2 separate regions of the Sus scrofa genome follow, and region 2 is linked to region 1. A link is a contact called in public HiChIP or PLAC-seq data. All regions are on one chromosome and are shown on one strand. Each heading gives the region's core, a stretch centred on a gene start, on an enhancer-like site or on the middle of the called end of the contact. The rest is flanking DNA. Distances are from core to core; before and after follow the strand shown. Region 1 holds the start of FCHO1 (F-BAR domain only protein 1). Region 2 holds the start of PGLS (6-phosphogluconolactonase).

Region 1 (5,453 bases), core at 1,039-3,538:
AACAGTATGGAGGTTGCTCAGAAAACTAAATATAGAACTATCATATGATCCAGCAATCCTACTCCTGGGCATGTATCCAGGCAAAACTTTTATTCAAAAAGATACATGTGGAGTTCCTGTTGTGGCGCAGTGGAAATGAATCTGACTAGGAACCCTGAGGTTGCGGGTTCAATCCTTGGCCTCGCTCAGTGGTTAAGGATCCAACATTGCCATGAGGGTGGTGTAGGTCGCAAACGAGGCTCAGATCTGGCGTTGCTGTGGTGTAGGCAGGCAGCTACAGCTCCGATTAGACCCTTAGCTGGGAACCTCCAAATGCCACACGTCTGGCCCTAAAAAAAAAAAAAGAAAGGAAAAAAACATGCACCTCTATGTTCTCAGCAGCACTATCCACAACAGCCAAGACATGGAAATAACCTAAAAGTTCATTGGCAGATGAATAAAGATGTGATACACATACACAATGGAGTACTACTCAGCCATAAAAGAATGAAATAATGCCATTTGCAGTAACATAGATGCAACCAGAGATTCTCATATGAAGTGAAGTAAATCAAAAAGAGAAAGACTAATACTGTATGATATCACATACGTGGAATCTTAAATATGGCACAAATGAACCTATCTACAGAACAGAAATAGACTCACAGACATAAGAGAACAGACTTGTGGCGGCCAAAGCGGGGGGGGGGGTAGGAGGGGAGTGGGATCGACTGGGAGTTTGGAGTTAGTAGATGCAAACTATTACCTTTGGAATAGATAGGTAATGAGGTCCTGCTGAACAACACAGGGAACTATCCAATCTCTTGGGATAGAACATATGGAAGATAATATGGGTAAAAGAATATATATGAATATATACATACACTGCGTCACTTTGATGTACAGCAGAAATTGACAGAACACTGTTAATCAACTATACTTTAATAAAAAAACTTTTTAGGATTTTCCGTTGTGGCTCAGTGGGTCAAGAACCTGATGCTACAAGCTGCAGCATAGGTTGCAGATGTGGTTGGGATCTGGCATTGCTGTGGCTGCGGTTTAGGCTGCAGCTCCTATTTGACCCCTAGCCTGGGAACGTCCATGTGCCACAGGTGCAGCCCTAAAAAAAAAAAAAATTTTTAAGTTTACTTTTAAAAAACCCTGTAGTTGCCATGGGGAACATGGATTGTCTGGGGCAGAGGTGGAGGCAACCAGAGGTCCAAGTAGGAAGCCCGGGCAGCGTCAAGACTGGAGATGACTAGGCCTGGGCTCAGGTCACTACAGGTTACAGAAAAATGAGTAAATTTGGGGTGTTTCAGAGTCACAGGGCTAGCAGGACCAACGTGGATGATGAAAGGAAGAGGAGACTCCTCGGGAATTCCAGGCCTCTGGCCAGGTTCCTGAGACGCCTTTCTAAGCTGAGGAAGTTGGTGGAGGACAGGCCTGGAGGCAGTCAGATCAGCTCGGTATCCAAGTGGAGGGTGGATGGAGACAGGCACTGTATAAATCTCATTTTATGAGAACTCAGTTGAAGGCAAGGCACCTGAGCCTTTCAGATTTGTGATGTTAACAACATTGTTAAGGATGGTTCTCCCCGGGAGTTCCCATGGTGGCTCAGTGGTTAACGAATCCGACTAGGAACCATGAGGTTGTGGGTTCGATCCCTGGCCTTGCTCAGTGAGCTGTGGTGTAGGTCACAGACAGGGCTCGGATCTGGAGTTGCTGTGGCTCTGGCGTAGGATGGTGGCTACAGCTCTGATTGGACCCCTAGCCTGGGAACCTCCATATGCTGCGGGTGCGGCCCTAGAAAAGACCAAAAAAAAAAAAAAAAAAAGGATGGTCTCCCCACCCCTGGGGCCAGATCCTGAGCATTCAGCCTCAGAAGGCTGTGTACTTGCTGTGTGGCCTACTGGAGTCTTCTCTGAGCCTCAGTTTCCCCATCTGTAAAATGAAAATCAATAATGTCCTGCTCACAGACTTTTAGGAGGGAGTCAAAGGAGTCCTTCTTAGTGTTTGGCACACTCAATAAACTGTAGTCACCCTTCCCACCCGGTGTCAGGTGGACGGAGCAGGACTTATCGCTTTAAATTATGCAAATAATTGCGGGTGGTTGTGGGGGATAGATTAAAAAAAGAGCCGCTTCTCTGACTCAGCCAATCAGTGCACTGGGCTGAAGGAGCTGGCCGCCTAAATGGCCCAATGGCTGGCCGCGAGCACTCAGAACCCGCCCCTGCCTCCCAGGCCGCCGTGGGGGTGGGGACTCTCTCGACCACGCCCCAGGGGCGGAGCCATCCTGTGGCCGCGCCGCAGCCGCGGAGGGAGGGGCGGGGCAGGCTCGGGTGTCAGCGACCGAGCCGCAGGTGGCCGCGGGCGCGGGGCTCGGCCCGAGTTCGGGAGGTGAGTGCTGCCCGGGAGACACCCCCGAAACCCTCTTGGATGCGCAGTACCCCAGGCGCATCGTGTCTGGCGGCCCTGCGGGTCCCGGAGGTCAAAGGCGCGGCTGGGCGTGAGGGATGGCGAACAGGGGGTGGGGGGCTGCGCTGTGGGCACCCGGTCCTACCCCGGGCCATAATCGGGGGTCCGCGGAGGGAGATAGAGGCCGCTCCCAAACCTTCCATCTCCTGGCCTAGAACTGGAGCGTGCATCCGGGCAGCTATAAAGCAAGACCCCTCCCCAAATCCCTTTATTCTAAGCCTGGATCTAGGTCTAGGTTCCGGGGCTGCAAAATGGGGATGCCTCTCTCTCTCCAGCTTAGGACCAGGACAACCGAAATGGAGACCACCCCCAAATTCCTTCTTCTCAGCACCGGTCTGCAGACCCCTGGGTAAAGAGATGAGGAACCCCTTCCTCCTTTTCTCTGCTATGAACCCCTATCTAGGCCTGGCCAAAAAGCAAGGGGTCCCCTGGCCCCTCCTCTTGAGTGTCCTTTTCCAGCCCCCTACCACAAGGATGGGGCGGGTCGGGGGCGGGGTGGCGTTTCACTAGCATCTTCTGCAGGAACCTCAAGGCTGGAATTTTGGGGAGGGGTCAGTGTGGGGTCCTTTACCTGGTAGCCACAGGCCAGGCCATGCCTGGAAGGTCCTGAAGCGTGGACTTGGGGGTGGTCCCTGCTTCAGTCGGTTTGGGGGGGGGGGTAGGCAGCCAGCATCTGTTCCCAGAGATTAAAATAAATCGAGGTAAATCAGGATCTTGCTGGAGGCTGAATGCAAGTGGGGTGCGGAGGAGGGTTAGGGGGTGGGCAGCCCCTCCATCTGCCTCATATCCCAGAATTCGCCCGCCCCAGCCGCAGTGGGGACCAGGACATGGCTTTGGATGGACTTGCCTCTCTAGTGACCTTGGGCAGGTGACAGACCTTCCTGAGCCTTGGTTTTTTCATTTGAAAATGGGGTTGGAGGCTTGGAGCCTGTATTCTACAGATTCTCAAACCCACCCACCCCATCTTTTGTCAAATTGTGACTCCACTCTTTTGCTTTAGATGTTGGGAGTTGGAGGTGAGAGAGCAATGGCTTGCTGGCCTCTGAGCCTCAGTTTACTGCACTGCAAATGGGTTGATAGTCACACTCTGGCATTGCTGGAGGGGTTGCTCTGCCAGACAATAAAACATCTTACCAAGCTGCCATCATCGGAATAGGGACTCTGCCTCCCTGGTCACACCGGCGGGACTGCCTGGGGCACACCTTGACCCACATACCTTCACCTACACCAGGGGCAAGCCAGTTCCTGGGCGGGATCCAGAGCAGGAAGAGGTGGGAGGCACTGGGACTGGTTCTCCCCAGTGCCTCCCACCTGGAGCTCCATCCCTGTAGTGGAGCTGGGAGCCCACCACTTCTGGGTTCAAATCCATCTCTCCTGCATGTGGCTCTGCCACCTGCAGTTTGGTGTATTCTGCTGTGAAACAGGATGAATCCCCCTTGGAAGGTCAGAGGCGACTCAGAAAGTGGGGGTGCTGTAAATGCAGACATGATCATTATAATACTGTAATCGTTAACATATTGTAATTATAATACTAATTACAATGTCACTGAGCACAAATGGGGTCACAGATGGCACAGGTAGGGGCAGGGGTAGGAGAGGGGAGGTCTGCAAATGTGTCGCCTGCGGTGTCTTCAGAGCTAGGGATTCAGGTACACAGTTGGTGCTCAATAGGTGTTTGCCAAGTAAAGTGATGGAGAGGGAGGGGAGCAGTGGAGAAGACTGAATAATTCCTGAGCGGGAGCTTAGATGCCATTCATGGCCGGTCACTGTGAGACACGGGGCTGTTGCTTCACTTGCCTTCTTGAGGGCGATGGCTGAGTTGAGACATTGCCTCCAAGTGCCACTATGAGAATCAAGACAGATTGTGTAAATGGTCACAGCCCTGGATGGCCAGCACTAGAGGGGAGGAAGTGCATGACAGAGCTGGTCCTGGAAACAGCATAGCCAAGAGGCCGGTCACTGGAAATGAAGAGAAAAACCCCAAACTGGCCCTACTGTGAGCAAACTGGAGTCCCAGGGGAGCAAATGACAGATCCTATGTTGCAGGACCCCAGAGGCCCAGAGAGGTCAGGGGCAACCCTAGGTCACCCAGTGAGAGGTCAGGGGCTCTGGATAACCGGTCAGGAGCGGGAGCCTTGCCTTCTTTGCTGACTTGGTTCCTGTCATGTTTTGTCTGTTCCTGGACCTGGACTGGCATAAAGCCCCAGGGTTTCGGGAATTGGTGCTGGGAGGCTGGATCTCCAGGCAGCACCCCAAGCCTGTATTAGACGCCACTACCGCCCCCCACCCCAGGGAAGGACTCTGTCCCTCATTTCTGGCAGCCAGAGGATGGGGGCATCCGGGTCAGCTGACAAGCTGCTGTGTGACCTTGGGCAAGTCAAGGTCCATCTCTGGGCTTTGCCCTGGTGCTACGGAGGGTGGGAGACCTAGGTTTGAGCAAGGATGACTTCGTCAGACACAGTGACCACTAGACAGGTGATCACCATGTCTCAATACTTTTAAAGGTCCCTGAAGGTGGTTTAATTTCTTTTAAAATCAAAAGAGGAAAACAAAAAAAAAGTAAAGCAAGCTTTGGGGTCAAAGAAAACATTTACTATATGGTATTAATATATTTGTTTCTATGCTAAACACAGTTGTAAAATATAGCTTAAATTTTCTTTTGTTTTTAGTGGAGGAAGGGGCCCATGAAAGCAGAAATGCCTCAGGCCTATAAAAGTCCTAAAGCGGCCCTGTGTTCGAGTCTTAGTCCTTCCATTCACAGGCTGTGCAGCCTTGGGCCTGTGGTGTCCCCTCGCTGAGTCTTGGGTTCCCCCCAGGAAGCAGGCATCACTGGCCCACCTCAGAATGCTGAGATGTGGAATGCTTAGCCCAGGGTTGGTGCTCAGTTTGTGGGTGCTGTTATTTCACAATTGTTGTCAAGATTATTTGCTTGGTAATAATAGCCTGAACCAGGGGGACTCAGCCTCAGTGTACCCACCCAGGGCCTGCAGGGCTCCAGG
Region 2 (5,365 bases), core at 1,665-4,164, 210 kb before region 1:
GGGTCTAATTGGAGCTGTAGCTGCCAGCCTACGCCAGAGCCACAGCAATGCGGGATCCAAGCTGTGTCTGCAACCTATACCAAAGGTCATGGCAATGCCAGATCCTTAACCCACAGAGCGAAACCAGGAATCGAACCTGCAACCTCATGGTTCCTAGTCGGATTCATTAACCACTGAGCCACAACGGGAACTCCTAGGTCACACTATGGTTAAACACACTCTATGTTTAAACTGTTGAGGAACTGCCAGGCTGATTTCCAAGGTGACTGCACTGTTTTTTATTCCCACCAGCAGCGGTGGTTGAATGTTCCGATTTCCCACAACCTCGTCAGCACTTATTTTTTTATTGGAGACATTCTAGTGGGTATGGAGTAGTATCTTGTATTTTTTGTTGTTGTTGTTTTTGGGTTTTTTTGTTTGTTTTTGCTTTTTTAGGACTTCACCCATAGCATATGGAGGGTCCCAGGCTAGGGGTTGAATCAGAGCTACAGCTGCTGGCCTACACCACAGCCACAGAAACATCAGATCTAAGCTGCATCTGCGACCTACACCACAGCTCATGGCAATGCAGGATCCTTAATCCACTGAGCAAGGCCAGGGATTGAACCCACAACCTCATGGTTCCTAGTCGGATTTGTTTCTGCTGTGCCACGACAGGAACTCCTGGGTTCTCTTTTTAGAGTTGTAAGAGTTCTTAACATATTCAGTACACTCAAATATTATAAGATGGATGATTTCAAATTTCTCCCATCCTATGCGTTGTCTTTTCACTGTCCTGGTATCCTTTCTTGGTATCTTTTGAAAGACAAGAGTTTTTCATTTTGATGAAACCAGTTTACCTGTCTTTTGTTGCTCTTGCTTTTGGAGTCATTGTCTAACCCGAGGTCATAAAGATTTACTCATTTGTTTTCTTGTAAGAAATTTTTTTAGTTTTAGCTCTGACGTTTAGGTCTTTGATCAATTTTAATTTTTATATATGGTGTGAGGTAGGGATCTGTATTAGTTTTCTAGTGCTGCTGTAACAAATCGCCACATACTTAGTGGTTTAAAATAACACCAATTATTTTATAGTTCCTGGAGGTTAAGAAGTCAGAAATGGATTTTACTTGGCTAAAATCAAGGTTTGGTAGGGCCACATTCCCTGTGGAGCTTCTGAGAGAACCCATTCCTTTTCCTTTTCCAGTGTTTAGATACTGCCCATCTTCTTTGGCTCATAGCCTCTTCCTCCGTCTTCAAAGCCAGCAACAGTGGGTTGAGTCTGTTTCATGCTGTCAGTTCTCTGGTCCTCCTTCCACTTTTAGTGACCCTTGTGATTACACTGTGTCCACCCAAGTAATCTCCTTTAAGGACAGTTGATTAGCAACCTAATTCTATCTGCAACCTTAATTCCCCTTGCCAAGTGATCTAACATTCACAGGTTTCAGGAGTTAGGAAGTGGACAAATTTCAGGCCCATCATTTCGCCTACTATGAGGTTCAACTTCATTCTTTTCCAAGTGACAGTCTAGTTGTCCCACTACTTTACCACTTGTTGAAAAGATTATTCTTTTTCCCCTTGAATGGTCCTGGCACCCTTGTTGAAGATCCATTGATGATGGACATATGGTTTGCTGCTTTTATATCACAGCTCTATCCCACTGATATAGTTGTCTATTCTTATGCCAATACCACACTGATGACTGTAGCTTTGTAGTGTTTTGTTTGTTCGTTTTTTGCTTTTTAGGGCCGTAACCATGGCATGTGGAGGTTCCTAGGCTAGGGGTCGAATTGGAGCTATAGCTGCCAGCCTATGCCACACCCAAAGCAACGCAGGATCCTATACCACAGCTCAGGGCAACGCTGTATCCTTAACCCACTGAGCGAGGCCAGGGATTGAACCCTCAACCTCATGGTCCCTGGTTGGATTTGTTCCACTGTGCCACAATGGGAACTCCCTTTGTAGTAATCTTGAAATCAAGATGTTTGAGTCCCCTAATTTAGTTCAAGATTGGCTTGGCTATTCTGGGGTCCCTTGCAATTCCATATGAATTTTAGGATAAGCTTGTCATTTTCTACAAAAAAGTCTCTCGGAATTTTGATAGGGATCGTGCTGTAGCTATAGGCCAATCTGGGGAGGGTTGCTGTCTTAACATTATGAAATCTTCCAATCTGTGAACATGGGATATGTTTTCATTTAATTAGATCATTTAAAAAACTTTTTCAGCAAAGTTTTGATTTTCAGGGTACAAGTCTTGCACCTCTTCTGCTAAATTTATTAAGTACTCTCTTTGATGCTGCTGTAAATAGAATTGTTTTAATTTGCTACTGCTTTTAAAGATGCACTACCCATGCAAATCTCATTGCACTTACACACTCCTAAACTCCCTGGCTTTGATATGTGGTCAGGCTGCCCTGGCCCACCAGGCCTCCTGCCCCTTCCAGCCCTCCTTGCCCATGTTATCCCCTGCATACTCTATCTTATTAACCAAGGTCCACTTGCCGCAGTTCCGGAACTTCTCCAGGCCAGAGCCAGGATGGAGGCTTCTGAGTCCTCAGAGACACAAAGAGGTCTCCAGGGAGAATATGCAGGAGAAATTCAACAAGTCTATTTTCATTCTGTTAACTGAGTTCAGAGAGCTTTCAAGGACTCAGTGAACAAAACAAATATCCCTCGCCTCATCAAGCATACATGCATACATATATATATATATATATTTTTTTTTTTTTTTTTTTTTTTTTTTTGGCTTTTAGGGCCGCACCAGCGGCATATGTAGGTTCCCGGGCTAGGCATCGAATCCGAGCTGTAGTCCCCGGCCTACGCCAGAGCCACAGCAAGGAGGGATCTGAGCCGCATCTGCGACCTACACCGCAACTCACAGCAACGCCAGATCCTTAACCCACTGAGAGAGGCCAGGGATTGACCACGCGTCTCATGGATCAAGCTTATATTTTAAAGAGAGAGAGAGACAACACACACCAAGATAAACACGTTAGAAGGTTCAGGAATTTCAACGTCCACCAAAAATACACCTTCCTCCGGGAAATCTCCCATCTCCTCCCTCCACTCCATCACACCCCAGGTCCCCTTCTAGGAGCCTGGATGCTCTGAATTCCCCTCTGCGGCCCCGCCTCCTGACACTGGGAAGTTGAGCGCACTGCGAGCCTGCTGCAGCCCAAGATAGAGCTTAAACACCCTGCAGAGTGAAAGAAGCGCAGCCAGACAGACTGCACGGCCTGCCAGGACTTCACTCGTGGGACTGCGCATGTGCCTAAGACAGCCGCCCAAAGGCCGGGAGCGCTGTGTGGCAGAACTGGCCTTTGCGCAGACGCACTGGTGGCTGCCGGGAGGGTTTCCGCCTCCCTGCTGCCGCCGCCGCCGCCGCCGCCATGGCCGCGCCGGCCCCCGGCCTCATCTCGGTTTTCTCGAGCCCGCAGGAGCTGGGCGCGTCGCTGGCGCAACTGGTAGCGCAGCAGGCAGCGTGCTGCCTGGCGGGGGCCCGCGGCCGCTTCGCGCTTGGCCTGTCAGGCGGTAGCCTTGTCTCCATGCTGGCCCGCGAGCTGCCCGCCTCCGCTGCCCCGGCCGGGGCCGCCAACCTCGCGCGCTGGACTCTGGGCTTCTGCGACGAGCGCCTGGTGCCCTTCGAGCACGCCGAGAGCACGTACGGGCTCTACCGGGTGAGAGCTACGGGGGCCGCTGGGGGTCACGTTAAGAGGGCCGCCCCCGTCCTACGAACGCAGCTACGGGGGCCCCTGGGGGTCATTTCAAGCTGGCTGCGCCCACCGCCTGAAACCGGCCACGGAGGTCATGCAGGGTCACACTGTGCCCCGCCTCTGTCTGGACTTGAGCTGGGAACTGTCATCTGGGTTCCTCAAGGTCCCATCTGGACGGCACCTCCACTGCCCTCTGGGCGGAGCAGTGGAGACCTTTAAGCCCCTTGATGCTTTATCTGGTAGCCGGCCAGAGGGAATGGCATGGGCAAAAGCGTGGAGGTGAAACAGAGTGCTCCATTGCAGGGTCCTAAAGAAGTTCTGGCGCCAGCAGCCTTGTAGCGTGCAAAAGCATTGAAAGAAGAGCCAGGCAGGAGGGATCTGGTATGTGTCCACTTTGAAAAAAATGCACAACCTGAAAGCTGAGTTAAGTTTTATTGGGGGCAAAAAACAAAATTAGGACCTAAGCCTGGGAGACAGCATCTCAGGTAGCCCTGAGCAACCTCCAAGGAGGCGGGGCTGGGAGGGGCAGGTCGCTAGGGTATATAGGAGAATTTTCAACAAAGGTCTGGTAGTAAGAACAAAAGATTTACACGGAAACCTGATTTACAGAAGACCAGTTTCTATGGGAAGAAGTCAGTGTGTGGCTTTACTGGAATCACTCCGTTGATAGGCACCTCAGCTGTGGGCCAGTCTGCTTTCTTTCTTTCCTGAGTTCCCTTAGGGTTCACCAGCTCACCCTTGGGAGTGGCTGCACTACCAGATAACTGTGATATCTTTTGTCCACTTAACTATAGCTCAGGAGGCAGTATTTCAGACAGCTCTGAAATACTGTGCCAAAGAGGAGAGGGGGACTATCAAGATATGTCATAAAGTTGAAAGGGGAGGTGCATATAGCCATAACTCATTTTATAGAAGTTTGCTGCTGGTCTCCTGAAGGTTACTGCTAGTCACAGACATCAGTCCTCATGAAGGATTTTAGTTTTTTTCTAGATATGAGGAGATGCTTGGGCTCGTGAAATCTTCTAAAGATTTTTAACTCCCTGAAGACCAGTTTTTCAAGAGTACAGGGTGCCTCACTCCTGGTCTCCACACTGAGCTCTGCTCAAGGGGTGCTTCTGGTCAGCAGCTGCAGTGGCTTATGATTTAATTCCTTAGAGGAAGGTGACAAGTGCCAAACTCCAGTTCACATGTGGAACTGGCCTCCGTTTCCCCATCTCTAACCTGGATGAATTCTTGATGGTCTCCATGCAGCTTGTGAAGCTGATGACTCCATGGCTGGTTGTCTTTGACTTGGGGCCCCAGGCACCTATAGAATCAGGGGAACACCAACCGTGCACAAGCAGGGAAACTGAGGCTTGGAGGAGCTAAGATATGAGGCATCTCACCACTCGTCCAACACACACACACACACACACACACACACACACACACACAGGGAGGTGTGGGAGGGGCAGTTTGGGGCAGAAGCCTCAGGTCACTAGTCCTGGGTGTGTTGAGTTGTCTTCACAAAGAAAGTTGAGCTGATTTTTTTTTTTTTTTGTAATATGCAAGTAGGTTTACTAATGACCAAGCCCTTTGCTTTACCCACATCATCTTGTAAAACCCCACAATAGTCTGTGAGGCGGGAGCTGTTAGTACATCCATTTCCTAGATGGAGAAACTGAGGCTGAAAGGAA

Evidence for each region. HiChIP or PLAC-seq counts read pairs in DNA pulled down with a chosen protein or histone mark.
Region 2: a contact with region 1 is called in an H3K27ac HiChIP or PLAC-seq map of alveolar macrophages. The contact joins the promoter of PGLS here to the promoter of FCHO1 in region 1. A contact is called at or near these places in 1 of 5 promoter capture datasets (fetal liver) and 2 of 2 datasets of contacts at active chromatin or transcription factors (alveolar macrophages and skeletal muscle).

What each region holds. Positions count from the first base shown.
Region 1 is chr2:59,987,346-59,992,798 of Sscrofa11.1, reverse strand. FCHO1 (F-BAR domain only protein 1) reads left to right here and starts at 2,288. Exons shown (of 28, transcript XM_013987487.2): 1 at 2,288-2,376.
Region 2 is chr2:60,195,586-60,200,950 of Sscrofa11.1, reverse strand. PGLS (6-phosphogluconolactonase) reads left to right here and starts at 2,914. Exons shown (of 5, transcript XM_021083556.1): 1 at 2,914-3,653. The coding sequence starts at 3,366.